Regions from separate parts of the Rattus norvegicus genome. Here region 2 is linked to region 1. The links are chromatin contacts, called in public Hi-C maps. All regions are on one chromosome and are shown on one strand. Each heading gives the region's core, a stretch centred on a gene start, on an enhancer-like site or on the middle of the called end of the contact. The rest is flanking DNA. Distances are from core to core; before and after follow the strand shown. Region 1 overlaps Sorl1 (sortilin related receptor 1). Region 2 has its middle 44 kb from the start of Trnap-agg75.

Region 1 (6,353 bases), core at 1,142-3,641:
CTAGGAAGAAGCATGTAGGAGGCATGATGATGTCGAACTGGGGGTGGGGTGTCTAGGACATGGTCAGCCAATGTGAAGGAGGTCATGGCAGAATGGAGAGAGGTGGGGCTCCATCTTCCCGAGTAAGCATCCAAGACCAGACAGGTTTCTTGACAACCCCTCATCCTGTCTTCAGCCCTGCAACACTAATTTCTCCCAGAAGTCCTTGGTATGCTCTCAGAGGTAAGACACGATTAAAGAGCCTACGGGGTGCCTGGCGTCTAGCAGACCTCAGTGCACACTTCATGGGGGTGTACAGCACTTCCTTGTACACCTAGCCATTTATTTCTCCCCTTCTATTTATAACAACTCAGAGCCCAAGGAATGGACAGCAGAAGAGAATCTGCCGCACCCCTCCCCCACATCTGAATAATAAGAATCAAATCTTCGTAGCCTAGGATACCCCTTCGTATCCCTTGGATCCCTAGGGTGTGCTGGGGGACTGAGAGATGGCCAGAGGGCGTGGCGATGTTTGGTAAAGACTTTGAGCTATGCCAAGGAATGCGTGATGGCTGAGAGCCTGCAATCGCTAATGGTCTGGAGCTGAGCCTGTGACGGTCACTCCAGCTGGGGACAGCAAGGTTGATGTGGATGCGGTGACTCTGCAGATGCCGTTTACAGCGCTCTGAAGTATCGCTTTGGCCAGAGACCCTGTCCCCAGCCGGCTTCCATTATGACTCATCTAATCTGCGTATTTTTGGTAGCATCAGGGCTCACTGTGAGCTGAAAGGAAATACGTATTTCCTACAAGTAGGAGGAGCTCCTAGGTATTGGATCTGCACTTGAGGAGTGTAGTGTTCTACATGGGTCATAAAAAACGTTTTTAAAATGAGGTGGAATTTACATTACGGCCATTGAAAATCCAGTGGCATTCGGTACACCCGTGCCTTGTGTGTCTATTATCTCTGTCCGTGTCTGTGACGTTCTCGGCGTCCCAAAGAAAATTAGATATTCCCTCCTCTCCTCTTCCTCAGCCTCCTGGCGGCCGCTCACTTCTCTCTCTCCTCATGGGTTTCCCTGCCCAGGATATTTTATAGAGACTGAGTCATGCAGTGTGTGACCCTTTGTGCCTGGTATGTTGTATTAAAGCAAGGAATTAGCGTCGCATAGAGTCGTCATTAACAACCACGCCAAATTTCAGAAGTCAAGCTTTCTCCCCAGCTCCCCACCAAAGGCCGTGCTGACTCCTCTTCAACCCATCAACAAACACAGTGCTGCCTTCGCTTCTCGATACCTGGAAGCGGGAGACTAGGGCAGATGCATCATCTTCCAAACGAGCCTCAGGCTTTTTATGTGTTTTCCAAAGGCTCATTCATGGGCTACCTTCAGGGGCTTCTGAATAAGTAACTCTGGATGGGACGGACAGGGCTTTTGATCTCGGGCCGTGGCTCTCTAGGTCTCTAGTTTCTAACCAGGTGAATTCTGGGATACCGATCCTGGGCCACATGGCTTCTAGGGTTTTGATTATGGACTCGGGGACCTCTGGGTTTGATATTAGAGTAGCCTCTGGAGGGCTGAACCTCCAGGGCGTTCATCCTAGACCAGGGCCTCTTGGGGTTCCCTTAAACCCTTGCCTGCGAGCCTAGCAGAGGTCCGACAAGCCTACAGATTTAGTTTGTCATCAAAGACGGAGTTTTTCTCGGAGACCCTTGTAGCGTGCAGTCTTACCTTCCCTTCCTCCCCACCCCCACCAGCAGAGGCACTCGGCCCCTCTCTGTTGCCTTTCCGGCCCCAATTAATTGTGTCTCATTTATCAGGCTCCAGCTATGCCCTGCAAGCCAGAGACAAGAGAAGGAAGGTTGTTCACACCCCGGGGTTATGGTTATGACTGACTACACATCAAGGTTATGTTCCTGGAAAAGTCACACTCCCACCTTCTCCCACCCACTGGCAGGCCAGTGTCTCCTAGATCAGCCTGTGGAACTAAGTGGGAGAGGCTGGTGGAACCAGTCTGCAAGCCTGCAGCTGCTGTAGAGGGCAGGTGACAGGGAGAGCTGGCCGCAGCGCGGGCAAACACACTAGAAATCACCAAGGGGATCCAGCCACAGGAATCTGTGGGTTCTCAATGGTGTGGGCTGCCCTGGGGGGCTGTTGGTTTCTTGGCCACAGTCCTCTGGGCACTGCATCCTGCCTTTTCCTGTAGTCCAGCCGTGGACGGGAGGAAAATAGACTGCATGTTGTGACCTTAATAAAATTTATGGCTTGCCTACTTCCCTCTCCTGGCTCCCTTGCCTGTCCTTGGGGTGCATCGATTCCTGCTACTGATTTGGGTCCTGTGCTTTGGAGGAGGGGGGATGGGCACCTGGGCTGCCTTGAAGATTAGTGGTGACTCACCAGGGAGTTATTCTCATGACTGGATGTGCTTGACATCTTTGCCAAGGCAAGGAACTGAACCGTTTGTGCGAGTGCCTGGTGACCCTTGGACACGCCTTTGCTTGCCAGGGAGCCTTCTCTTTCCCTTCGCTGGGCTGCCCTTTTCCAGTCTGCTCTTGGGAATAAAGGGGACATCAGATAGAAAGGGCTTAGAAAAAAGCGCTCCACCAAGCTCACCCCTCAGAGGCCCTCTTTATAAGAACCCCCCCTTGGAATATTTGGATGCCTCTTTTTGTGCCCATTTCATCCCTCATCCCTTAGGATCAGATAACAAAACCTATGTCCTCTGCTACAAAGGCCCCAGCAAGTGCTGTCAGACCTCTTCCCGACTCTGATCCTGTAACACTTTGTAGCCTGTTCAAAGTGTCCTCCGATTGTTAACCCGCCAGAGGGAGGGCTTCGCCCTGTCTTTGAGGATGGCCAGGTTGCATACGGATGGGTCACCTTTTCATCTTAGATCTCATGGGAACTTCAGGCGATTCTCCTAGGTTCCTAACCCCCTTTTCTGAGTGCCATTTACATAGGTGTCTTGTTTGATCTTCTCTGGTTCCTGGGGTGCAGATGGCTTTGTAGGCAAGAGGGTTTTGGCCTGAGTATCTGAGGTGTCTGTGCTGGTGGGCTTCTGAGCCATGAGTATTTCCAGTTTCTTCCTGGAAGCCTAGGTTGGAAGGGAGGGGGAGGGAAGAGAAAGTTACAAGAAAGTTTGAGTTGCAGGGGTGGGAGGGGGCATGGGAGAGTCTCTTAGCTTTTTTTTTTTTTTTGATTTAAATAATTTATTTCTTGTTTTTGATTTGCACATTTCTGTTGATGCTTGCCTGGACATATCTACTGGGAATGAGAAGTGCAGTTCGGAGGGAAATATATCTATTTCTCAAAAATATATACGTATCTCAAGTGTCTTTTTATTTGAAGCGGTCTCTCTTCAGGTACTTTTAAACGTTTGGTTCTTGGATCAAATTAGATGCAGGTGCTTAAAAGCCAAAGCCGGGCTGTTACAGATTAGTTAGCTCCTTGGTGGAGCTGGCTGCCAAGTTTGTGGCCCAGGTGTTTTTCTTCTCCCTTGTGACATCTGAAAGCACCCCCACGGAGTGGGTGGAGGAGGTAAGGAAAGGAAAGGAAGAGGGTGGAGCTGTGAGAGAGGCAGGTTTTCTGCTAGAGCTCTGCAGTCGGAAGTGTGGGCTCACTCAATGTGAACTCCTTAGTCCTAGAGCTAGTGTTGGTGCTGGGCAGATGAGCTCTCCAGGCGCCCGCCGGGTCCCTTAGGCTCCACCTCCTTGCCTGTGGGTCTGAGATGACTCCGGAGGCTGGCAGAGACTAGGCTTGTTTCAGAGTACTCTGAAGGTTTGGGGAGGCCTTCTCCTGTTTCTCAGTGATGCACCCGGAGCTTGTCCGCTTGTCGGTTTCCCCACCGGTTGGGTGACATGTAGAGCTCAAGTGTTCTGAAAAGCAAGTCTTGGAGCTCATGTATGTCCTTGCATTGGTGAACTAAGGCGAGAACACATGGTTTCAGAGCGGTACAGCCACAGGCACAACAGGGAAAGGAGAAAAGGCCACACTGCTAATTTTCCATGTGGTAAGAGTGAGGTGAAAGCAAGTTCTTTGTTCCCTTTTGTTCCCTTCCTCAGTTTTAACAGACAAATCTTGAAAGCTTTCTATCGTCAATAAATATATCCCTCAAATCTGATCAGTTCCAAGGGAGTGTTCCTGATCATTGATTGGCAGGCCTGTCTATTGGTCAGGAACTCAGGCTCTTTCTCTGCTCGCATCTGGGCCATTAGGATCTGGAGTTGCCACCTGTGGATGGGGAAGGACAACAGGGCTGTGTGCTTATTTTTAACTGGCACACACTGGTCTGTGTTCCTGAGGTTCAGTGTGGAGCTGTTTCAGTGTGTGTGCAATGGTCAGATACTTGGTACATCCTCGGTACAGCAGGGAACTGAGAGGCATCCCAGTCAGAGTCAGTCATTTCTTTGCATCGAGAGTATTTAACATCATCTCCATTTTGAGTACAATTAACCGTTGCTGTCAGTGATAGTCATCCTACTGTAATACAGAACTTCTGGTATTTCTTCTGATGGGTGAGATGGCTCAGTGGGTGAAGATGTTTGTGGCCAAGACAGATAACCTAAATTGAGTTCCTGGAACCTACATGGTTGAAGGGAGAGGTCTGACTCCAAGGAAGTTGTCCCGTTCTCTGACCTCCACACATACTGCACTCATGAGCGTGTGTGTGCGTGTGTGTGTGTGTGTGTGTGTGTGTACATGTGTGTGTATGTGTGTGTGTTTGTGTGTGTATGTGTGTGTTTGTGTGCATGTGTGTGTATGTGTGCATGTGTGTGTGTTTGTGTGCATGTGTGTGTGCATGTATGTGTGTATGTGTATGTGTGTGCATATATATGTGTATGCATGTGTTTGTGTGCATGTGTGTGCATGTGTGTGTGTGTGTTTGCATGTATGTGTGTGTGCGTGCTCAAATATAAGTTAAAAAAAAACAGTTATTCCTTCCATCCAATGCCCATCCTCAATTAGCTGGCCCCTTCCCCATCCCACTATTTACAGCCTATAGAGAATTTTTTTTGAATAAATAGTGTTTACAGTTTTACAGGTACACATCACACATGCAGAGTAAAGATCAGTGTAGCTGGGGATTGACGTCAACAAAGATGAAGCAAAGCAAAGGAGTCCCTTGGGCAGTGCTATCCCAGGAAGGTTCTCTGTAGTCTGACTAAATCCACAGGGTCACTGATTGCAGAAGGGGTTGGTGTTTCTTCCTGGGGAAGGTGCAAACGGTAGATTTTGCAGGGCAGTAAGAAGAGTCTGCCCTGACCCCACACCTCACATCTCAGAGTCTGAGTGACAGAGGAGCACCAAGAGCCTCGATTTGGAATGTGTGTGCCTGTCACTCACCACGGGTCTTGATTTCCTTTTGGTCTCTTTCAGGTCAGCCTGAATGACTCCCACAATCAGATGGTGGTGCACTGGGCTGGAGAGAAAAGCAACGTGATCGTGGCATTAGCCCGAGACAGCCTGGCATTGACAAGGCCCAAGAGCAGTGATGTAAGTACCTGTGTAACCCTGGGCCTTCCTGCTACTATTGACATGTCCCCTCTGATCTTCTAGGTTGCCATGTCAGAAAAAATCGTGGGGACTCAGGGGATGGATGGAATGAACTATATGACAGTGAAGAGATACGGAAAGTAATGAGTGCATCCCTCGTGTGCTGAACGCAGGGTGGAGGCGTCCAAGGAGATGTGTGCAGTGTAGGGTGGCTTTTGTGAAGTCATAGGTAGTCTGCCTTGGTGGCTGCAAATCTCACAGGTGGCCTGCACTGATAGCTCCACAAAGGGCCAAAGAGCACTCCAGGGCTGAGCGGCTTGGAGCTGGTCCAGATCGAGTCCAACTGTTTTATTTTTTTTTCCATATGCTGACAAGGTTGATGAGCTGTTGACAGACTCGGTCTCTTTCTTCTTTACTTATCATATACCACCCCTTTATCTGCATGTATATCCAAGCTCTCTCTATACATCTCCTATGTATGTCTGTCAATCATCTATCTTGTATCATCTATCTCTCCATCTTCTGTTTATCTATCATATCCATCCATCTATCATCTACTTACCTATATCTATATCTAATCTATATCAATCTTCATCTGTCCATATATCTAACAACATCTCTATCAATATCTATCATCTATCTGTCTGTTCTATTATCTGTCTTTCTTTCTTTCCTTCTTTCTTTCTTTCTTTCTTTCTTTCTTTCTTTCTTTTTCCTTCTTTCTTTCTATCATTGATCTATATTGTTTTTTGTTTGTTTTGTTACAGGATCTCACTCTCTAGCATACTCTATAGTTTCCATAACTGTCTCTTGGTTGGCCTTGAACTTACAGCAGTCCTGCAGCCTCAGCCTCTCCAGTGCTGGGATTATAAGCAGGAGTCACC
Region 2 (6,353 bases), core at 2,155-4,654, 81 kb before region 1:
CCTGGGCCCCACATTAGGAGCACAGTGACACTTTTCCTATGTCACCTCCAGATCCCGCCTGCAGCTACTAGTTCTTCATTTTTCTTGCTGTCCTCATCATAAACAAAGGACAGCTGTTCTCACTTGTGTGAAGCCCTGAGGACCAGCGGAGGGACCGTGGTAAGGGGTAAACAGTTGTCCGACCTTGACTGTGAGTAAACCCCTAGGTAATTAGTCTGCCTCCGTGACCTTGATGAGCTAAACAGAAGGGCATTTCAGTGGAAGAGCGCAGACGTCACCGCTTTATGAGTGGTAGCGACAGGCCTGCTAATCACTGTTTATCTCCGGTGTTTTTCATTTATAAAGTCAGATAAAGTTATAATGGAAGAAAGCCCGAGTCTAGTGAACACATCCCCACTTCCTTCTGCTCCCAACCCCCCATCAACAATAGCAGCACCCGAACTTCATTAATGGGAAAGAGAGGTAAGTTAGTGTATAACCTTGCTGTTTTCTGAAACCTATACAAACAAGGACAATGCGAACCATGCCCAGCTGCTGTCATTTAATGGCTGCGGATTTGTTCTCAGGGACAAAGTGGTTCTTTACCAGTTGATAAACTGAGCAGCGGCAGTCATTGGAAGACCCCAGGGACCTTTTGCCAGTGTCGAGTTCCTGTATGGTTGCACCGTCTGTTGTATCCACAGCTATGCTGTTATTCCAGGACCCAGAGGGGAAGAGAAAGACCAACCTGCTTGATGCCTAAACAGTCGAAGGGAAGCCTACATACAATCTGTTGGGCAGAATGCCCCTCTCCTTTCTCTCCTGCTCTGCAGCATTGCTGCTCCCTTCTGTGTCTCTTTCAAGTTTTCCCCTTCGGGACAGCTCTGTCTTCAGTGTTGTCTTCGGCAAACTACCAAAATAGAATTTATGATTCATTGACCCAGATTATGTCCCTGCTGACAATATCTGCAGAAGTTCTGCTCAACAATGGCTTGCTGACTTTACAAAAAAAGCATACATCACTCCCTGGAATTCATCCGCATAACAAGGCTGACAGGAGAGCAAATTAAGTGTTATCTTCTCCAGAGTCCTTGATGAAGAACACCCTGGTCTTGGCAACTCACTGTGCATTTTTGTCGAACTTCAAGAAAGCGGGATCATTAGAGGGTGTTTTCTGTAAATTGCGGTTAAGTCTGGGGTGTGCATGAGAGACCGTGTTGCTAAAATTTCTTCCCAGGGGGAGGTGTAAGCATGTCTACCCCCTCGCACTAAGGTCCCAAATACAAACTCAGGTACAGATTGGCCTATGTTCACCCAGAGGAACAAAGGACTTCATTGAGCTTCCTTATAGAGCAGCAGTGAGAGGTTTCTTACAGCAGTGTGGGTGTTCCTCTTTCTCCACGCCCAGCATGGGTGGGGACTCCCCTTAGAGACGTAGAGGAGCATCTCAATAGTCTTCCAACCCAGGTGAGCTTCAGGCTTGCTAAGTAGTTGTAAATGAGCTTGAACACCTGCTTCTCCAGTCTCTCTCCCCACTGTTGGGATTTCAGATCTGCACCACCACACCTAATTGTGTAGCATTGGCGATCAAATCCAGGGCCTTTTGCAGGCTAGGTATTCTAATGTCATTATGTTGCTGTGACCAATAACTTGATCAAGGGCAACTTCAGGGAGGAAAGAGTTTATTTTAGCTTGTAGCTCACCGTCCATCATTGAGTGAAATAAAAGCAGGAACTCAGGGCAAGTTTGCTGTCCCGCAGAGCCTTGCCTCTGGAACTCATTCACAGATGAGGAAACAGAGCAGTAACCACGAGCAAATGCTGTTTGCTGGCTAACTTGAAAACCTGTGTTAGCTAGCTAGGTTCTACAGCTCAGGACCAACCTGGCCAGGAAATAGTTCCACCCACAGTAGGCCGGGACCTCTTGCAACTGTTAACAGCCAAGATAGTCCTCATGTAGGCAATTTCTCTCTCAGACGACTGTAGCTGTCAAGTCGAAAGTCTTAAGCTAAAATACTAGGCAGGTACTCTATCCACAGAGCCCCATTCCCTGTCTGAATTTTCACTTTTTATTTATATGAGTACACTGTCACTGTGTACACACACCAGAAGAGGCCATCGGATCCCATTACAGATGGTTGTGAGCCACCATGTTGTTGCTGGGAATTGAACTCCGGACCTCTGGAAGAGCAGTCGGTGCTCTTAACCGAATTTTCACTTTTTAGATCTCCTGTATCACATAAAACATTGGTCAACATGTTACACTTTCTCATTAATGTGTCTTTGGTTGTAGGAGTGTCAATTATGACCCTGATGACAAGGAGGATCATCTCTACCTGTGATTTTTGTGTGTGTGTGAGAAGGGCATACTTTGAGACCACAGAGGGTTATTGCATGCTATTCTGTACAAACACACTAGCGCAGACTCACAACACCAATACGAATTCTGGGAAACACCAGCCCATCATGATCTCTATGCAGTAGGAGAGGCCAGCTATCTCTAGACACAACTTCCTTTCAGGATAATTGCCGCCTTACTGTCCTGGACTCCCCATACATTGGCGTTCATTGAATGCCAACTTTGTGCAGGGTGTGGTTAGGGCCTTGAGAAGCTGCCTGTGATGTCTGAAAGGGGGTGGATTTGCTCATCTCTACCCTGGAATGGCAAATCATCACAACCCACACACAGCTCTGGATGGAGTCCTGGTTGGAGTTCGGAGATTGAATCTGCAATGCAATTACACAGGAGATGAAAACTGCATCGAAGGTCAGATTAAATCGAAGAATGGCAGTCCCCTATGGCCCAACTCTAGGGCCAACAGATCCTTTACAGTTAGGACTCAGGTCTTACTAAATCACCAGGACTTTGAACCTTGCTCCCTGATGAGAAATCAGAGCTCTCCATATTGACTCCAGACTTTAAATCCAGACAATATTTCCCCCTGCCCTATACTGCTCATCCACTGGCCTAGACCCATTCGCCTTCCAGAAAAAGCAGGTTGTGCTACTGTAAAGGAGTCCTAGGAGTCACCTCTGCCCATGGGGCTCTGTGGCCAGTCTTGGACTTAGTATCCCTCCCACCGCCCACCCCCAGACTAGCTTCCTTGTCTATTCAACCTATCCCAATGTCACAGCCAAACATTCACCACTTACTGCGCACCTAGAAGGGCTGTGGAAAAGGCAGAAGGAGATTTAGAGCAGCCTCCTAGCAAGGATTGCCCTACCACATGCTTCTCTGTATGTTACCACTTCAGAGTCCCATCCATGAGGGACCCATGTCAGCAGCCGAGCCCTTTCAAGCCAGAGAGAAAGCTCAGTCCTCCATGACTTAGCGTCAGGCGACTTGAGCAAGGGAACATTTGGTGTGTCCCATATATAGACTCTGGAAGGGCTGAGCTTCCTAGTTTCTGAACGCAGTCATGTTTACTTATGCTGTTTTCTTGGTAGAGTTCCCAGACATGACGGGGCCTGAAGGGAGCTTATTATAGACTCTAGAGAAACTGGCTCCATGGGTCTGATATGCCAGGCCTAACTTGTTTCTTAGTAATTCTGAGGCAGCAGGTACACACGCTACCATTCAGAAACAATCAGTGTACACGGTGGCTGTGGATACGTTAACATCCTCCCTGAATTCTCAGTGCTGACTGTCATTTTGGTTTGCCTGAGTTGACCTGAGATCCACATGAATCCAATGATCGTGGCCAAGACATGGTTTTTCCAAGTGACTGATTCTGTGTACCTTGAATTCAGCCTCTGGATCCGAAGAGTGCAGAGAGCAGAACAGAGCAGAGGCACCTAGTGCAGAGCCGCCGCCATGCATGAGGAGATGCTACAATGAGCTGGCTTGCCCAAATAGTACCCACCAGCCTTGTAAACTCAGGCGGGTGCTGGGGGATTTGATACAGGCCTTGTGCAGGATAAGCACACACTCCAGCCCTGGGCTGGATTCCCAGACGGGCTTCTATTTTGAATCATAGCCATCTGTCTCCTCCAGGACCCTGTTCTCTGGTATGTCTGGTTAAAACATATAGTTCAATATAACAGATACATGCCAAGTATCTCATGATATTTTCTGTGGGCTTTTTTTTTTTGCTTTTGTGTGTGTGTGTGTGTGTGTGTGTGTGTGTGTGTGTGTGTAAAAGTTTGTGTACATGCATACTACAGTGTTCTTGTGGAGGTCTGAGGACAAAACTCTAGAACCCATTCTCTTTTTCCACCATATGGGACCTAGGAATTTAACTCAGACCATCATTCTTGGATGCAAATTCCTTTATCTTCTATTGGCCATCTTTGCATGTGTGTGCGTGTGTATGTGTGTGTGTGTGTGTGCACGAGCGTGCCCGTTTAACAATTACAACTGAGACAAAGACTCCAATCAGAGGACAATAGAGAAGCCAGTGTCATCAATCCATTCATTAATCCTAAACTTGGATTCTGTCTGTGTCTTCCCGCAGATCTCTTTGCATCTAATTATATACCACCAAGAGAAGGGACATCAACTTAATGGCCGCCAGCAGGGAGTGATCACAGAAGCTTCCGTGCACTCACACAATGGAAAATCACGAAGCCCTAAACAAGAACGAGAGCATTTTTTTATGCCTTAGTTTGGGAAATGCCGTATTGAAATAACGTTAATTGGAAAAGTAACCTCAAACTACGCTCTCAACGGCAAAGCATATGTATTTGTTTGTATCAAATCTTCTCTTCCCTTTTTGGATGACAGTGATTTAAAGTAACGTCATTTGCCTCTGAGATGGACTAGCTCACCGGGGAGGAGAGGGGATTCACACAGGAGTCGTTTAAGCTGTGTTCAATGAATCACCTATCCAAACCACTAGGTGGTAAATACACACTGGGCGCAGTGGCTCACCTCTAGGATAGGCTGGAGGAGCAGGAGTTTATGTACCCTGGGCTATAGAAGATGCTATTTCAGAAACTGAAAGTTAAAAGAAGAAAGGAAAAAAAAGAAGATACTGTATTTGTGGACAAGTCTAGGGTCTATATAGACTGAGGGAAACTTGGGAGTCTGCGCGGAGTTAAACTCAAACTTACTTTTATATTTTATTAACAGATTTCTCTCTCTGGTCATATCTCCCCCTATGCTTGGGTCTGGTCTGAATTGCGTGGGCACCGTTGCACAGCTGGAGCAAACAGCTGGGAGGCCTGTCTGGGGAGACATCTGCCTGAGGTGCCTGGTGAGCCAAGGGTGAGGAGGGGTCGTGCTTTGCAGCTCAGGTGCCTCCTGAAAACGACAGCCTTCAGTCAGATCCGTCAGGAGAGGAACCTAGTGCCTGCCAGAGTCCCTTGTCATTTCAATTGATTCAATTGACTTCAAAGTCCCTAATCCTCTGTTTCCCCACCTCTTGACTCTGGGCAAGACTGTGGACTTGATCTGGCCAATTGGATGAATAATGGTGATATATTCTCTCTCTCTCTCTCTCTCTCTCTCTCTCTCGCTCTCTCGCTCTCTCGCTCTCTCGCTCTCTCGCTCTCTCGCTCTCTCGCTCTCTCGCTCTCTCGCTCTCTCGCTCTCTCTCTCTCCCCCCCCACCCCTTCCCTACCCGCCCCCCTGCTTTGGACCTGGGCTGACCCATTAGCGCCTGATGTCCTAGATGTTTGACAGAGCCATTTTAGCTGGCTTGACATAAGGGCAGGTGCATGAGAATCTAGATGCCTACCTGGTCCGTGCCCCATGACGTCAACAAATGCATGCTGTTTTCAGCTGCTGTGTTTCACAGCTGTATCTGAAATGGCATTTTCGTGGTCTGGGTATCAGTCCGTCACTTCTTCCCTGTCCCCTCGTCCTTTCCTGTCTCTAGCTCTGTTACTGATGCCTCTTCCTGTCTTTTGCTGTGTTCTCAGTTTCCCCTTCCTTGCCCTGTAAGACTCTCACTCCAGGTCTTTGGGTTCTTCTTTTCTCTATGACGACTCTGTGTCACGCTTGACCTGTGCTAATAACGTTTGTATGCTTTTCTCCTGGACATCCATTTTATTCAAGTGAATTCTGAGCCCTTGGGGTGGGTAGAGGAAAAGTTGGTTTCTTTTACATGATCCCTCTCAGTCCCTTTGGTGAGTTCTGCACATTCAAGAACACCCATCAGGAACCACCTAATTAATTCATAGCCTCTGACCTCAAGGGATGCACAGTCATGGTTGGGGGTGGGGGCTGGTGGCAGACAGAACCTAAGGTGTGAGCCACCATTATCCAGAGGTGGGAGAAGACACTTTGCTGAGTCTCAAAGAGTGACGAAACTTGCTGGAAATGACCTCTGAGTTGTTTTCAAGGACAAATGAAAGTTTGGGGGAGTGGGGGAGAAGCATATAGAAGGGGTTTTCGAGTAAAGGACCTCAGATAAGGAGAGACATGGATCAACA

Evidence for each region. Hi-C and Micro-C count contacts between places; a contact is called where the count stands out from the background.
Region 2: a contact with region 1 is called in a Hi-C map of psoas muscle, with 1.6 times the contacts expected there. The contact joins two enhancer-like sites. A contact is called at or near these places in 4 of 12 Hi-C or Micro-C datasets (frontal cortex, liver, mammary epithelial cells and 1 more).

Annotation. Positions count from the first base shown.
Region 1 is chr8:51,383,204-51,389,556 of GRCr8, reverse strand. Sorl1 (sortilin related receptor 1) reads left to right here. Exons shown (of 48, transcript NM_053519.1): 2 at 5,353-5,469. Among named protein-coding and RNA genes, the nearest start is that of Sorl1, 15 kb to the left of the region's middle. Within about 2 kb of position 2,391, at least 17 of the 93 cell types and tissues checked have an H3K27ac peak or open chromatin away from gene starts, as enhancers often do.
Region 2 is chr8:51,465,667-51,472,019 of GRCr8, reverse strand. No RefSeq gene overlaps it. Among named protein-coding and RNA genes, the nearest start is that of Trnap-agg75, 44 kb to the right of the region's middle. Within about 2 kb of position 3,404, at least 29 of the 93 cell types and tissues checked have an H3K27ac peak or open chromatin away from gene starts, as enhancers often do.